Regions from separate parts of the Zea mays genome. Here region 2 is linked to region 1. Evidence: chromatin contacts called from public Hi-C data. All regions are on one chromosome and are shown on one strand. The core of a region is the stretch at or near the end of the contact, and the rest is flanking DNA. Distances in the headings are between cores, read along the strand shown. Region 1 has its middle 39 kb from the start of LOC100276089. Region 2 has its middle 31 kb from the start of LOC100193693.

Region 1 (7,594 bases), core at 1,839-4,338:
ATATTCATGAACAAACAAAAATCCAAGGAAGCCCTTTTATATACATGTATGCATGCATAGAGGAAAGTAAAGGGGAGGATATATATCACTCCTTTTTATAGGGCCTAGATTCTTGCAGATGATGAGATGAACCACAGCAATTTGAGCGGGGTAGTGTGCGTGCTTAGATAAGAAGCACTAGAGAAGAAGCTGAATTTAATTAGAAACTAATACGGACTTGTCGATCACTCCGAAGAGAGCAATCTATTTTCCGTGTTACTTCTACTGGGAAGATCCTAATGAGATCTCAGAGTGAGTGATGAATCAGCGGAAATTACGACAGGGAGTGCATGTGTTAGTGTGTACACCTTTCAATCCACTGACAAGTAGCATTAGCTGACAAATGGAGCTGAGGTCTCAGCAGCACTGACGTTAGTGATCGACTTTACAGTACAGTTATTATCTATCGACCCGCATCATATATTGTTTGTTTTTATATATATCCAGTGAGATATTCTTCTAAACCGCCCGTCCGGTTAATCGTCCCTCTTGATTTCTTGCACGGAATCCATTAATAAATCCTGTACAGATTTTAGGCCTGCACGTACAACGTACCATGCCTGGAAGCGTTTAAACTACGCAGTACGCACGTTCTTGATCGAGCTCTCGAAACAAACCTATATATCTGTTTGAATATTTGTTCCAGCATTCTGGGCGTTCAGTTTTCTCAGGCTGGGGTGGTACAAAACAAACACGTACGCGCGAGCGAGCACGAGTCTGTAGCTCTCAAGCATACATTCATATACATGCATGACATGTATGAATGGTGAAGATTAAAGTATTAAACCCTAGCTAGACCAAGAACAGTATTTTTCGTTTATTTATATATGAACGTAAACTTGACAAAGGTGATGTTAATGTGTGTCAATTCATTCGCATAGTTAGTTTGTCATAACGCAGCGATAAACGTATGTTAAGCTAGCTGTTACCGTCCCATCATGATGAGTGGAGGAAAAGAACAATTTTGATTTCTGAATCATCTCCTTGTGTGCATAATTGCCTTCGTACAATTAGAATAAAACTTTTGACTGGACTACATATGCCGCGGGAATAAAAAAACAGAAACGTTTAACATTCGCATGCATGCACAAACACTACAGTATGCTCCACTGTCCAGGTTAGCGTTTGCACAAGCTCATCTACATTCCATGTGATTGTTTAGCTGCACCGTCTCGTCCCGCGTCACCACGTGCGTTGACTTTAGCTAAGTATGTGTTTTGTTGTCTGCACGTGTGAAACGTAGACTGCATGGATAGATGCAAAATAAGTTATATTGGTTGCATCCACATGTACGCCCAAAACGAACGTACGCGGTCGGCCAGGCTCACACGAGATTGTACACGTGGGTGTGTGTACGTCCTACTTTTAACTTCGAGTCTTTGACTATATAAAAATTCCATAATCGATACATTATTTTATTACAATAGTACTAAAAGAAGCCAGTATCTTTCGCTAGCTGAGAAGATCTAGAAATAGCCACCACAATTATGAAGAAAAGAAAAAGGGGAAAGACGGGGAAAAAAACGTTGGAATTTACGATGATTAGACGACTTAGGTTAAACAAAAGAGCCTATGAGTAACACAATTGATAAACAGAAAATTTGGAACAATAAATTAAGAAAACAAACTCATACAAGTTGTGAAAAAATGTTTAAATTAAGAATCCATATAAAAATGATAAAAAGTAAAAATTAAAAATTGTAACATCGATCTAAGAATTCATGCCACAAATACGGTTTTTTAATACAGATAGGTGTTTTAGTCAGCGAATGTTGACTAACGTAAACAATACTAAAGATTTGTTTTTTTATCCGTTGCTTGATTGAATGAACTGAGACCACGTACGGCGAGGAAATTAAAGGTTATTGAGAGCTTAATTCTTTTTGACTAATATTCACATCGTCATTAGCTGTTCTCACTTGATAATATAAAATTCTACACAGGTTGTTGGTTAAAATGTCGTATTTGACTATTGGAGATTGCGTCAATAACTTATATATATCTGTGGCCAGAGAAAGTACATACGTGAAAAAGAAAAAAGCAAAGGCGCGGCACTCTTCCTTAATCAAATAGATGCTCTATCTGTCCCCCTTCTTATATATATAGTTGCACACAGATCCATTAGAGGCCTGCATGCCTACTATATTTTCGCTGTGGTTAATTTGGTCTATCTTTATCAGTTTCGTGCTAGACTGTCGACCAAATTATTTAAAGTGTGCTAGCCGCTTTATTTAAACCAGCCTCCTGAGCCGATTCAGGTCAACTGTTCAGACCTCGCTCCAACCACAACTTCCTGGCCTGATCAGTCTATCCATATTCCCTGAAAAAATGTCAAGGGAAGGGATTGGACCGGTGGTTCAACCATGTATGGGTTAGCTGCACCTAAGTATGAGTGATCATCACTTGTCGATCGGTTGTGCGCGCATGACGGGATGCTGAAACGACCTGGAACCTGCGAGCATGCTCATGCATGCATGCATGCAATGGGCTTTAGCACATGACTGCCGTAGTGGGCACAGCAAGAAGACATGGGATGGGATGAAGGGACTCGCGGCCGCAGCATGCATGGCTACCCATTTTCAGCATGTTTCATCAGCGACCTAGGATTCCGTTCCTATACGGTCTCATTCGTGAATTCTTCAGTAGTGGATCAGCAGAAAGATGTGCACGCAGACGCAGGGCAGCTTGGTTAGCTGGGGTAGGGTAGCAGAGAGACACTAGACAGCCCAGCAGCCAGCATGACTATGAGCAGCAGGAGGGTATGGTGGTTTCAGCTGCAGCAACCAAAAAGCTCACACATCCCACAGGCTTGTCTTGTCCAACGGTTCATCCGCCAAATGGCGGCAGGCCGCAGGTTGCGATCGACACGACACTTGAAAAGATGCCATTTGCAGACCAAAAAAAACACGAGATAAAGGGCTGGGTCCAGCCAATCTAAACACGGGCCAAAGAATCATCCCAGCCCGCCTGCAATCTAGTCTTTAAGCGTAAGCCCATTTCAACAAGGAAACAGTAGTACTTGCCTCGTGATGCGCTGCATTGGGCCCTTTCAGCCGCCGAGCCCACCAAAAGGAGAAAAGCGGGTCGAATGGTCGCTGGCAGGCCGGACTGGGCCACCGTGTCAATTTTGCCGGTTGCCGCTGCTAGATTGTTTATGCATAGCAAACTACTACTCCGACACACGGCGAGCTGCAGCCTGCAGACCTTGGAACTGGCAACCTGCACGAGTAGCACTGGTTCTTCTGCACCGACTTGCACGGGCACGAGAAGCGGGAAAAGCCTGCAGCCGGAAAGGCGGCGCCTTTTTCCCCATTAACAGCTAGGCAGCAGCTAGCAGTGTCTTACTAAAATAAGTAAAATTTAAAATGGTTTGATTTAGATTAAGGGGGTGTTTGAATGCACTAGAACTAATAATTAGTTGGCTAAAAATTGTTATTAAAATTAGCTAGCTAACAAATAACTACCTAACTATTAACTAATTTACCAAAAATAGCTAATAGCTGAACTATTAGCTAGGGTGTTTGGATGTCTCAACTAATTTTAGCCACTAACTATTATCTCTATTGCATTCAAACATCTCCTAAACCTAAAGGCACTTTTTTTTATTGGATGGAGGCAATGACCATATACAGTAATGTTTGAAAGCGAGAAACTGATGCATGCATGCATGATCACGAAAAGTTTAAAGTGCGCACGAGTTATTTCCATCTTTGCAGTCTACCCGGCCGCACGCCATAGCCAGAGATTAATCGTCGTCAGGCTCTGTACGAAATGCAAAGTGCTGTTTCATTTGTGTGGTTCAGTTCGTCCCCCCTAGCCTCTACAATTACTTTCAACTGCGAACCGGTCGGTACTGTACGCTGACACTAGAGTCCAAAGTGCACTTTCATGCATGCATGCAAACCAATTGTGCACGTGTGCAAAGCGTACATGCATGGAAAAGAGTACTGCGGTTTTAGCAAGCTTGGCAACATTTAAACCTTTTATTGCTACGACTGTTTCTTACGGGGAAAAAAGTCATCTTGCTGTAAATAAAGCATGCAAGCATACATATAAACGGATCGGTTTGCATAGTCCTGCGCCTGCTCAAGTTGCCAACGGGCTGTAGGATGGACGCACGAAATCGTGATGCATGCATGCCGTCGCCATTTTCAGCCGACCCAATCTCTCACTTTTACAAACGTGAGGTTGCGTGCTTCATTTCGAACCACGCATCACCAATTTATTGCAAAGGAGCTGCTGCTATTGTGCTGGCTTTTCCACCGAGACTTTTGAAATAAAGTCGCTGTTGTGCTTGGCCTATATATTTGCAGCAGATCGATTCCACTTTTTTTTACATATGGAAATATAAGCTGATTCGATCGTAGTATAATTAAGGCAGTTTGTTCTGAAACTGATCTAGCTAGCACGATGCATGGGGTGAGTGTGCATGCATGCATGCTATGATTTATAAGTGTTTGTGTCTGTGTGTACTGCGATTCATAAAAAAAAAATTCTATAAAAACACGCACAAAACTATTAATTTATTTATGTATTAATCAGGTGTAGGCATGCTTATTGAATCATATGTACGCACAGACTATTGTGGATCAATAACAATAAGGAAATAAGGAGAGGGCAACAAGTGTACTGCACTTGTGGTTTTATTTTAATGCGGAGATCAGATCAAAAAGTATATCTAAATCTCTTTAGTTAGGTGGTATTGGGTCGGTGACTTCGTGCCCAATCACATCCCACGATGAACCAAAGTAGCTAGGAACAGACAAGTACATGAGATGATTCCGAACCAAATTAATTCCAGGGGGACGCAACGCAATGCTTTGTGTTCGTACGTGCCACACAACAGTGACATGCCATATATATATATATATATATATATATATATATATATATATATATATATATATATATATATATATATATATATATATATATATAATTATAATTAACCGTGCGAGAGACTGGAGACCAGTCTTCACACTAGAGGTGCCAAAGTGTGTCGCACTATTTTATGCAACCGTATCGACAAACAAAACTGGCATTATATTGGTGCATGTCGTGGAACGCCAAATCTCTCTCTCGATCTCGCGTTAGTTTACAATTGTTCAGCCAACCGTTGCACTAGCACGTACGCCCATGTACATATATATGCAACGTACGTAGCGTCGGCCAGGATCGGTTGCAATCTAGCATAGTGACACTTTTCGAACAACAAGGAAGAAACGACAGGCACTCGATCGTGAACACTTATTATATATTAATTAGTTTGGGAGAAATTTCTATAGATATACGCTTTATATAAAACCGCCCAAGTCTTGTCCTGTTCATGCAGCAGGCGGGTAGTATATATATCCTGTCAAAAGATGCAGAAGCTAGCTAACTAGGCATGCATATGATTCAAACTGCATGTGTGTGCCGGATCAACCAAATCAGTCTACTACTGTTTTAAAGCTATAGCTCTACCTAATACTACAGTATATAAACAAAGAGTTCGATGCATACACACAAATCCAAACCTAACCTGCTACCTTTTTTTATTATATATATTAGCTTGCAAGAGACAAACTCTCCACTTTGTATGTATGATACACGCCACTACTTAAGCACTAGCTAATAGCCATGTAGCATTGCAGTTTGCATGCATGCTTGTCCAAGCTACAATGAAAAGGTATCAGTGATCCATGTGCTCAACAGACAGTGAACCGCTGAGTTTTCGGTTTTCGGCACTTAAGCTTGTACGTACAATCTACAAGCTTCATTCATCCCTTTTTAATTTGCTTTGGAGAGAGGAGATCGAGAGGGAGGGAGATCGACAGTGATTGCAAGAGAGTAGGGACAAGAGGCAGAGGAAAAGAAAAGGCGCGGCGGGCGAGCCCACGCACGCATGCCAACCAAAATGTGAACAAAACCACCGTACGTACGTGTCTTTCCATATCATCCAATGATAAAATCCAGTCACCTTCCATTACACAAAACCACTGTATACTTCTTGGGCATGCAAGGCAAGCTGCCTCTAGCTTTATTTATTTCTGATGCAATGCAACGACGGCCTTAGCTTGCTTGCTTTCTGCACTCCCAAACAACACTACTCTCTATGCTATTGTTGCATGCATCGCATCTACCTAGATCGATGAAAAGGCCATCGATCGAGCTTGCTTGTAATTATTTGAGTTGATTGTAACTGCCAGCGGCAGCTGTCAGCTAGCTTTGCACAGGTAGCAGTTCCACTTCCGAAGAAAACAAGCTGTGTACAGGGACCTCTTCGAGAGGTTCGGTGCCGACGTGGCAAATCGTCGCCAAGACATAAACAAATGCAGATCCGGTAGAAGCTAGCATGCATGTCGCGTACGAACGTAGTATTCACTACGTGCATGCACTTACGGCAAAGCAATTAAAGTGGGCGAAAATGTTTATGGCCAACACGTATGATTGACCTGGATCGGTGACTCTGCCTGCGCCCGTGCGTGGTCTCCTTTCCACCCTTGTCGTTGTCGCGTCCGGACACGGTGGGCTCATTTGGTGGGCGCACTACACTACTCGCTGATGAACCACTTCGAAACTGACCGCCATGTGTGTGTGCGCGTGCAACCGTTGCTTCGAGTTTTCAGTTTTTTTGTACTAGTATATATGTGCCAACAACTACCTGTCCATTTCAGCCTATATTTAACTTGCATTATTTGTCACCATCAAATTACTTTAGCAGTTTTGGTTCCTCGTTTTTTTTCCTATAAAAACTCGTTTATGGATACTTATATTAGCAAAAACAAAATCTAGAATCATACTGTATCTGTTTGGGCCGCGGCACCTTGTGCTTTTTCCCCCCTTTTGGCGCATGCAGCGTATATATAGGACTGAACGTACGTACGTACAGGCAGCATCGTCTGTCGAAGAATTGCCATTGGATGGTTCAAAGAAGTGTGTGTGCAGTGCAGGGATGATGTCTCAGAAATTAAAGATCGCGAGATGTAGGGTCTCCAATATAAATTTATGTCAACAGCAACCTATAGGTCACGACTCACGGGTCTACTAGTCATTGGCGCGGCTCATTGCATTGCATATGTATATATCCTTCTCTCGTCTTATCGTCACACACGCTTTCCTTCTCCGTTAGCCAAGGTGACTGACTGTTAACATCTCAAATAAACCAAAAAAAAGTGACGGTTCGTAACTTGTCTTCGCATGCTAATATCCGCTGAGAACGACCATTATTGCAAACAGGAGTGTGGCGGCATCTAGCACCAGGAAAGGGCCCGGCCGGCCAGGCACAAGTTTGTGGGCAGGGCCCGTGGTTTTGCAACCGGCTTTTGCTGCCATCGATCCTTGCACGTACCTCCACCTCCACCCACATCTCCAAATTGATCACAGGTCTATGAACTAGTATATATTCGAAGCAAAAAAAAAAAGGCACGACCTACTTACAATACAACATGGTTTGTCTCATGCTCGTGTCAAGACCTAGTCCATCAATGTATGAGGTCCATTGTGCCTAGGTCCCACTAGTACAATTTGGCTCTATACAAGCGGTAGGATTTTTACATCACAGGCGGTTCGGTTA
Region 2 (7,594 bases), core at 3,777-6,276, 160 kb after region 1:
CTGAAAACCCAGGGGAGCCTACCTCCCACCTATCCGCTTTCGTCTAGAAAAATAGCGCCCCCAAAGAGTGTGTTTTTCCTTGGCTAGCCTCAAAAGACAAACTCCAAACCCGTGTGAATTTGCACAAGAGGAGGATCCTAGATAATGATATCTATGAAGTCTGTTCTATAGCTCCTGAATGTACCTCCCATATTCTCTTCCAATGCGGCGGAACCTTCGGGGCTTCTACTATCATCGCCATCCCCTATGATATGCACTGCTCTCGTCTCCACGAGCTCGCCTGTCCCCCAACACTGCAAGGTTGGGGCTTCAATGGATTAATTTTGCTTTGCTACCGACATATGTGGAAACGTTGGAACTCTAAATTATTCAAGGACGAACTCAACTCCCTGCACCAGGTAATATGCGCGTGCAAGTCAGACTCCCGTCTGTGGGCGCAATGCCCCCGCCCGCACAAACATCATTAGATGGAGGCATGGTGCAGTACTTTATGTGTATAATCTCCCTGTAATTCCTGCTCAAAATGTATTCCCCCTCCCCTTTTTTCTTGCTTCTTGCTAAAACGAGCTTTAACACGTTTGTGATTCCTCTCCGCCCATGATGTCGGTGATTAAATGGAATTTTCAGGTGGGGATCCCCCATAGACTGACAAAAAATTGTGCACAAATTAAGGTTTGAATCTTAGTTGTTGGTTCTACATTCACACTCACCTAACCAATAGAACACGTACGTATATTTTTGTGTCTTTTTAGAACAAAGTATACTCATATGATATAATCATATAGGAACCATGGCAATGCATAAGCTAGCAGCTGACTGGTAATTAAGAAATGAAGCGATAGTAATTGCATCTTGGTTCTTTTGCATGCACCACACGACACACTCGTAACAAGACATTTGACCACGACGAGATAATAAGGCCAGCATTCCAGCAGCAACACACTTCAACAAATAAAAGGTGCTGTAACAAACTCATCATTCTTTCTTGGGCTGCAATGATCGGTAGTGCATGCAAGTTCGTAGTACTATATACGCTGTGCCGCCCATGCATGGGCATGGCGATGGCGTGGTGCGTGCCGACAGCACACGTACGTACGGAGTACACAAGCCGTGTGGCTGGCTCTGGGCGCTTTTCGATCGTAGTTTGCAAAGCGAGATTCTAGGCACGAGGCAGACGGATCCATGCAGGGGCAGGACAGGACGACGCTAAAGGTAATAAAACGTGCGCAAGGGCTTGCTCATGCTTTTACGTAAAGAACTCTCTCGCGCACGGCACGGCACGACCGCAAAGGGGCCATTTCCATCCATCCATCTTTTTACGATCAACACGGTCAAGAGGCATCGCGCGTCATGTTACTTCAAGTTACTAGAACGGGTGTAGAACGCAATGCAGAGAGTGCGTGTTGCGGGATGCTTTCACCATACATTGTTTCTAGCTAGCTGCAAGATTTTGGAGCTCAGATTGGCTGAGCGAGAGCTGAGACTTTTACGCACGTGGCCCAAAACTCGATATTCCCACATCCTCGCAAAAAAAAAAAAAGAGGAAAGGATCCATATGATCGATGCACATGCATGCATGCAAGCACAGCTATGTATTTGTGGCCAATGATCCATGGAGCGAGACACTGTTGATGCGACGATAGATCGACGACTGCAGGCTGCCATGCATATATATATGGGCTAGATATATATATATATATATATATATATATATATATATATATATATATATATATATATATATATATATATATATATATATATATATATATATATATATATATATATATATATATATATATACACACACACACACACAGCAAGCTCACATGTGTCATAACTGGATGGAAAAGCTCGTGCATGCATGACACCATCTTTGTTTCAGTGTAGATAGGTGTCGCGCAGTGACGACTAGTCACGACTAGCTGCTCCAATCTTTCTCCATGGATGCACGCATGTCCAACGACGACACGAGGAAAACGAATTGAAGAGCTGGGGATATCGATCGACTGGCGCGCCGCGGCTTCGTTTGCCCGTTCTGTTTGTTTTGTTATCACGTGTGCGTGTGCGCGTACGTACGTGCAAGTGTGCAACACACTTGCCTCCGAAGCTCGATCAGACGTGTTAATGGGAATCGGATGCAACAGTATGCATGTATGCACACGCCGCTGTGTGCTGTCGAGTGCTCGCTGCATTGTAGTAGTACCTGATCTACACTAGCACTAGTTTCCTACGAAACTCTACGGGCGAGCGAGACACGCACGCGCGTACGAGATGAGATGGATGAAAACAAAACGTACGTACGTTGTACGTACTCTACACAACTAGGTATAGCAGTAACATTGCCGTAGGAGTACTTGGAAAGCTGCTAGCTAGCTAGCCTCTGCAGATGGTCTTTTCAGAAAGGAGAAAACAAAAAAAAGCACCATCGTCGTCCGTCCAAGCAAGTTGCAGCGTACTTAGCGCCTGCCTCAACTCCCAACCCAAGTACGACCACACCGGCCACTAGAGAGAAGCTAAGGTACGCGCGCGCCTACAGCTGTCGTGCACACGATGTGCCGTCCCGGCCGATTCAACAACGTGCATGCTCTCTGTCTCTGTCTCTCTCCATGCATCTATATATCTATAGCTCCACTCCACACATCGGAAAGGCTTTTCTTTCGGCATGGAGGAGCTAGCTAGGGGCGGGGACACAGGCAGGGCACAGACAGCAGTGTGCGCTTGTCGCAGTCTGCACGGCATATGCATGGCGCACGTCGAAGAGGAGAAGGAAACTAATAACATGCATGAACACGGCTAGCCGCTTTAGGCTTTAGCTTTAGCATGCATCAGCGCCATGCTGTATCTATGATCTATCCCTCTCACACACAATGCAAGCTGAACACATGCATGTAATCCATGCATGGTGGAAAGTAACCATAATAATGTACTCCAGCTAGCGACCCTTTCAATAATTAAAGAACCATACATACAGAGAAGCCACGTACTGAACTGCATATGGCCCCGTACGCGCGTCGCTGAACATCTAGTCAGAAATAACATGCATGCATGGCAGGCTCTGCTGGATGCATGGCTCTTCTCGACTGTACGTACGTTCTAGGGATCGAGAGTAGCTAGAGCCACCACGATCGACGACGTGAATTGACGAGCTGTGCTGGCCGGACACGGGCCACCTGTTGGATGGTCTCGACAGGGGCCCGTTGTTTAGGGATCCCGAAAAGGAGAAGGGAAAAAATCCACATATGCATTGCCTTTGCAAGTTGCAGACACTACTACTCCAGTATGCCAGCCTTGACTTGAGAGCTGATGCACTCGAGACACGAGAGAATATTCTCGTGTCGTGTCCCTGCATGGGTCCATGGGGAAACATTCTGTTCAGCCTGCATGCATGCATGCATGTGTGTGAGGGGCCGGCCGGGGGGTTTCCCTCCCCGCAGATACTCCTTGTAATTGTAAACAACTCTATAGTAGTATCTCTGAGAGCATGCGTAGTACAGTCCATCAAACAGTCTACAAATATATTAATTACTTGTCTGTTTATATATATATTATATGTAATTATCAGTAGTATTTGGTCACACCATTTTCTCACAGAATTTCTCTTCTCTCCCCTCTTATTATCATCCCACTTCTTCCATCTCCACACAACTATGGTGTGGCAGCTTTTACACTTCACTTGCTTCACCTTAAAGCCCTTGAACGACTACAAAACATCGTAATGTGTAAGCAGGTGGAAATCGATTCAAAAAAAATGTACTTTGGTTATTGTTCAACTTTTTTTTTGGAAACCATAGTATATCCATCAATAGGGCGTACTACAAACTTATGCACACTCACGTGCAAAAGTTGAGATGCGAAGTCAAACTGAAAAGGCTATATATATATGAAAGAGCTAGAGTCCTATCTAGACACATATTTTGTCTTTTAGTGCACATACGTTTGAAAAATCCTTGTTCTATTGAGAGTTTTTAAAAAGCGACTTAATTTGCACCACAACTTTTATGCGAGTATATATATACACACACACTATGGATGTGCCTAACTTAGTTTTCTTTAATTAAACGCTAAAACACATTTTTATAATTGGTTTACATATGCAACATGTTGGAACTTGCTCTCTGCCGCAAGTAGGCCAACAAGGGTGAACAGTGGTGAAAGCGCCATGCTGCGACATACAGAGGCAGCGACCGAGGGCGGCCGGTGCACCGTGCGCGCCCATGCTAGGCTATAGCTGCTGCCGCCGGCCTCGCTTGCGCGCACGTCGCGGAAACCGCCAAACCGCGCAGGGCCTCGCACTCGCGCGCACGCAAAACCATACACATGCATGCATGCGCGCGCGCGGCCGGCGGGGTCCGGTCCGGCCGGGCGGCCGAGTGCCGCCTGCCGATCCCAGTCCAGCGGGCTGCGGGAGCAAGGGCGACGACGACGCGCGCACGTCGCGAAACCCCCACTCCCTCGGGATCGATCGCGACAAAAACCAAAAAAAAAACGCACGGTCATGGGGGCACGTGAAAGCGTACGCGTGCGCGGCGGGCGCACCGTGCGCACGTTGGACCGAGCGCGGAACGGAAGGCCCGAACCCGAAGCGGCCAAACCCGCCGCGGAAAACGTACGAGCGGGGAAGGAGGCGTGGGCGCCCATGCTGCTGGGGCCGCCGTTAGCCTCGCCGGCGCGCGATCGTACCGCGCGGCGGCGGCTTTTTTCCATGGGCGGTGCCGCCCCGCCGGCGGGCCCTCCCTAGTCCCGTCGCAAGCGGCCGCTGGTTTGGTTGGTCGCTTCGCTCGGCAGAAAGCGAGCACTGTTGACGGGTTGGCGCGGCGCGGGGGGCTCGCTTTTCTTGCCGTCGACTCGTGGCTGGCTGCACCACCTGACTGGCGGCGGGCCCACCGAGGCGGGGAAGTGGGAGGAGACAGGCCGGATCCGCGACCGGGGCGGGGAGGGCCCCCCGCCCCACGTCTGTCTGCTCTGGGAAGTGAAACCAAACCAGCAGACGAGGACGAGACAAGCCAGCCAGCCAGCCCCCGTGTTGCTGCCGCCGGCCGCTCTCTGCCCGCAGCCCACAGACAGGAGGGGCGTGGGGGGCCCGGGCCGGAGAGAGCCACCTCGCGACTCGCGCCGTCGCCGCTCGCAACGACTTTAACTGCCACATTTATGGCCCTGCTATAAAACAAACTGCCGCATTTAAGACGCTACCGGCCTGAGAGAGATTCGGGCAGAATGGGGAATGCAGATGCATCAGTGGTGCAGCAGTGCTACAGTACCAGCGTATTGCATTGCATGTTGCATCGCCGGAACGCGAGCAAGATTCCTTCGTCGTGACCGCTCCACAACGACCCTTGCCTTGGCTTGCACTGTCAGGTGGAAGCATTGTTCACTGTCGGATACGTACATGAGATCATGTGTGCGACAGACTGTACAGCAAACAGCTAGCTCACATCACAAAACATGTGGCCGGGCGCACACAGACTAATAAGCTCTCGTTAATTTAGTGTACGCCGACCGCGCGCGTCGGTCTCACTTTGCTGCTTTGCATCAGATCAGGTAGGTAGGTAGGTTATATATGTCATTTTGTTAAGAACCATTTGCTAATTAACAACCTGCGCCGTTTTGGCGCCAAAGTTTTCAGACAGAGTTAGGTCAAACCAATCCTCTCTTCTATTTTATTCATCAACGCGTATTAACACAACCAACCACGTATAGAACGACTCCTAAAAAGAGGCTCTTTCTTCTGCAGTTGTTTTCTTTCTTTCTCATAATGTATGAGCTTCGAAAAGTTCAGCAATTGCTTGCTGCACTTGGATTACACATGTTCATTGGTCGAGTACGTGTCGTTTCAGCTGGATTTGATGCTGCGATGTAGTAACCAGCTATAGTGCACGCGTGGGCCCTTTTTATCACCCCCAAACCCACCTTTAAGGAAATCGTAAAGGAGATACGTACATCTCTATCTAGCTTCAACGAAAGGTGCGTGCCAAAAACAATGGCAGATGACTAGATTTTGTGATTGGATGATATGGAAAGCAATTATTAATCATCTTTTGATATCTCGCGGTCGGATTCATTTGATTGATAGAGAGCCGGCGTTCCACTTTTCATATTTTTGCCCCTACTAGCAGACAGTGGCTCTGTAACTTCCAATATGGATTTGTGGGACTGAAGGGTTAATTATTATCTGTATTCTGTATAATCGGTGGCTGTATGTACGATATAATCATTTTGAAACATAACGGTACATTATTTCTCATTCCTGTCCAAGAAGCTTAAGTCATGTATGGATCTAACTAACAACAGGCTAACTAACTTCTTAGTCTATGATGATCCAAATATACAAACTAAAATATGAGTCCGCTAGTTAATAGGACTAGTAGTTGTTAGTTTCATATATCAATCCAGTTGTTACTCTCTGGTAACATCAATCTAACAAGAGTTCAGTCCATGCTGTTTGTCTCACGCAAATATATGTGTTACGTTGAACGCCATTCGATAGTGGTATATTATCAACTTATCTTGTGGTTAATATGATTAGCAAAAGAATAACACCATTTGTCACTATATTTTACTTCTATAGTATAAGTAGTTTTTAGGAATACCGTGTTAGAGAATTTGTGCTTGGCCCAAACAATAGTTCCTATGTATCCCAAAGGTCCAATCACGCATGTATGGTACAGTGATAACTTTAGTACCACATTGCTAATTCAGGAGGAGTGATGCCAACTTAAATAGTAGAGTTATCTCTATCTAATTGAAACTATTGCGGAGATGTAACGAGAGAACACACGTGCACGCTCGCCCTCGCCTTGTCGGGCCTGGCGATAGGCAATGGGCGTGAGCGCGCGACATGTGTGTGAATGTTCCAGCGATTTCTCGCTTTCGACCTTGCGGTTGGCGTGGCTTTCTTTTGCTACTTCGTATTTTTTGCATGAAAAATTGTGCTGGCCTATTTTGGTAAGCAATTATTCTCGTATTAATTGTGATTGATCCAATTGATTGATTGTGAGTCAATCAAGTTATTGTGATTACGCGGCCAATTACTCGCCTGTTTTTTGCCGCGTCGTGTGAATATAATGGGGACATCGTCCTCAAACACAGAATTTTCATCTACTCGTTCCAAAGCGTTGAGCTGCACTCGTCTTCCCCATCCCATCGACGACGTGCCATCGGGGTTGGGAGAGCAGGATCTCCGAAGTCTACGTCCCTTTGTGTCCCTGCACGGAGTAGGGGTCGTATCAGGTTTTTGAGAAACATCGCCACGACTGATCGTTGTTCGTCTACTTCCTCTACGCCAACGTCGTGGTTCTCGTAGGTCTGCTCGTCTACTATTGCGTTGTTCTAGCACCGACAACCCTACTATGAGAATGTCTATACTTTCTCTATCGTTTGTTCTCATATTCTTTCTATCACTAGCACTAGATTATGAACTGCTAGTGAGTTATATATACGAAACATATTGTTGTTCCTTTTAAATTTGTTGGAATCAATTTGATCATCACTAAATTGCCTTTATATCCAACAATCTAAAAACATGATAGGAATTCAGTGATGGGTAATTACTATTATGCGATGAAACCAGATAATTCACTGGTGTGAATGTTAA

Evidence for each region. A called contact is a pair of places that touch in the nucleus more often than the background predicts.
Region 2: a Hi-C map of leaf shows a contact between it and region 1, with 2.7 times the contacts expected there. The contact joins two enhancer-like sites. A contact is called at or near these places in 6 of 25 Hi-C or Micro-C datasets (bundle sheath, ear, leaf and 2 more).

The regions. Positions count from the first base shown.
Region 1 is chr7:175,877,198-175,884,791 of Zm-B73-REFERENCE-NAM-5.0, forward strand. No RefSeq gene overlaps it. Among protein-coding and RNA genes, the nearest start is that of LOC100276089, 39 kb to the left of the region's middle. Within about 2 kb of position 3,089, at least 18 of the 20 cell types and tissues checked have an H3K27ac peak or open chromatin away from gene starts, as enhancers often do. A contact at or near this core is called in bundle sheath, ear, leaf and 2 more, where this site is marked.
Region 2 is chr7:176,039,660-176,047,253 of Zm-B73-REFERENCE-NAM-5.0, forward strand. No RefSeq gene overlaps it. Among protein-coding and RNA genes, the nearest start is that of LOC100193693, 31 kb to the right of the region's middle. Within about 2 kb of position 5,027, at least 19 of the 20 cell types and tissues checked have an H3K27ac peak or open chromatin away from gene starts, as enhancers often do. A contact at or near this core is called in bundle sheath, ear, leaf and 2 more, where this site is marked.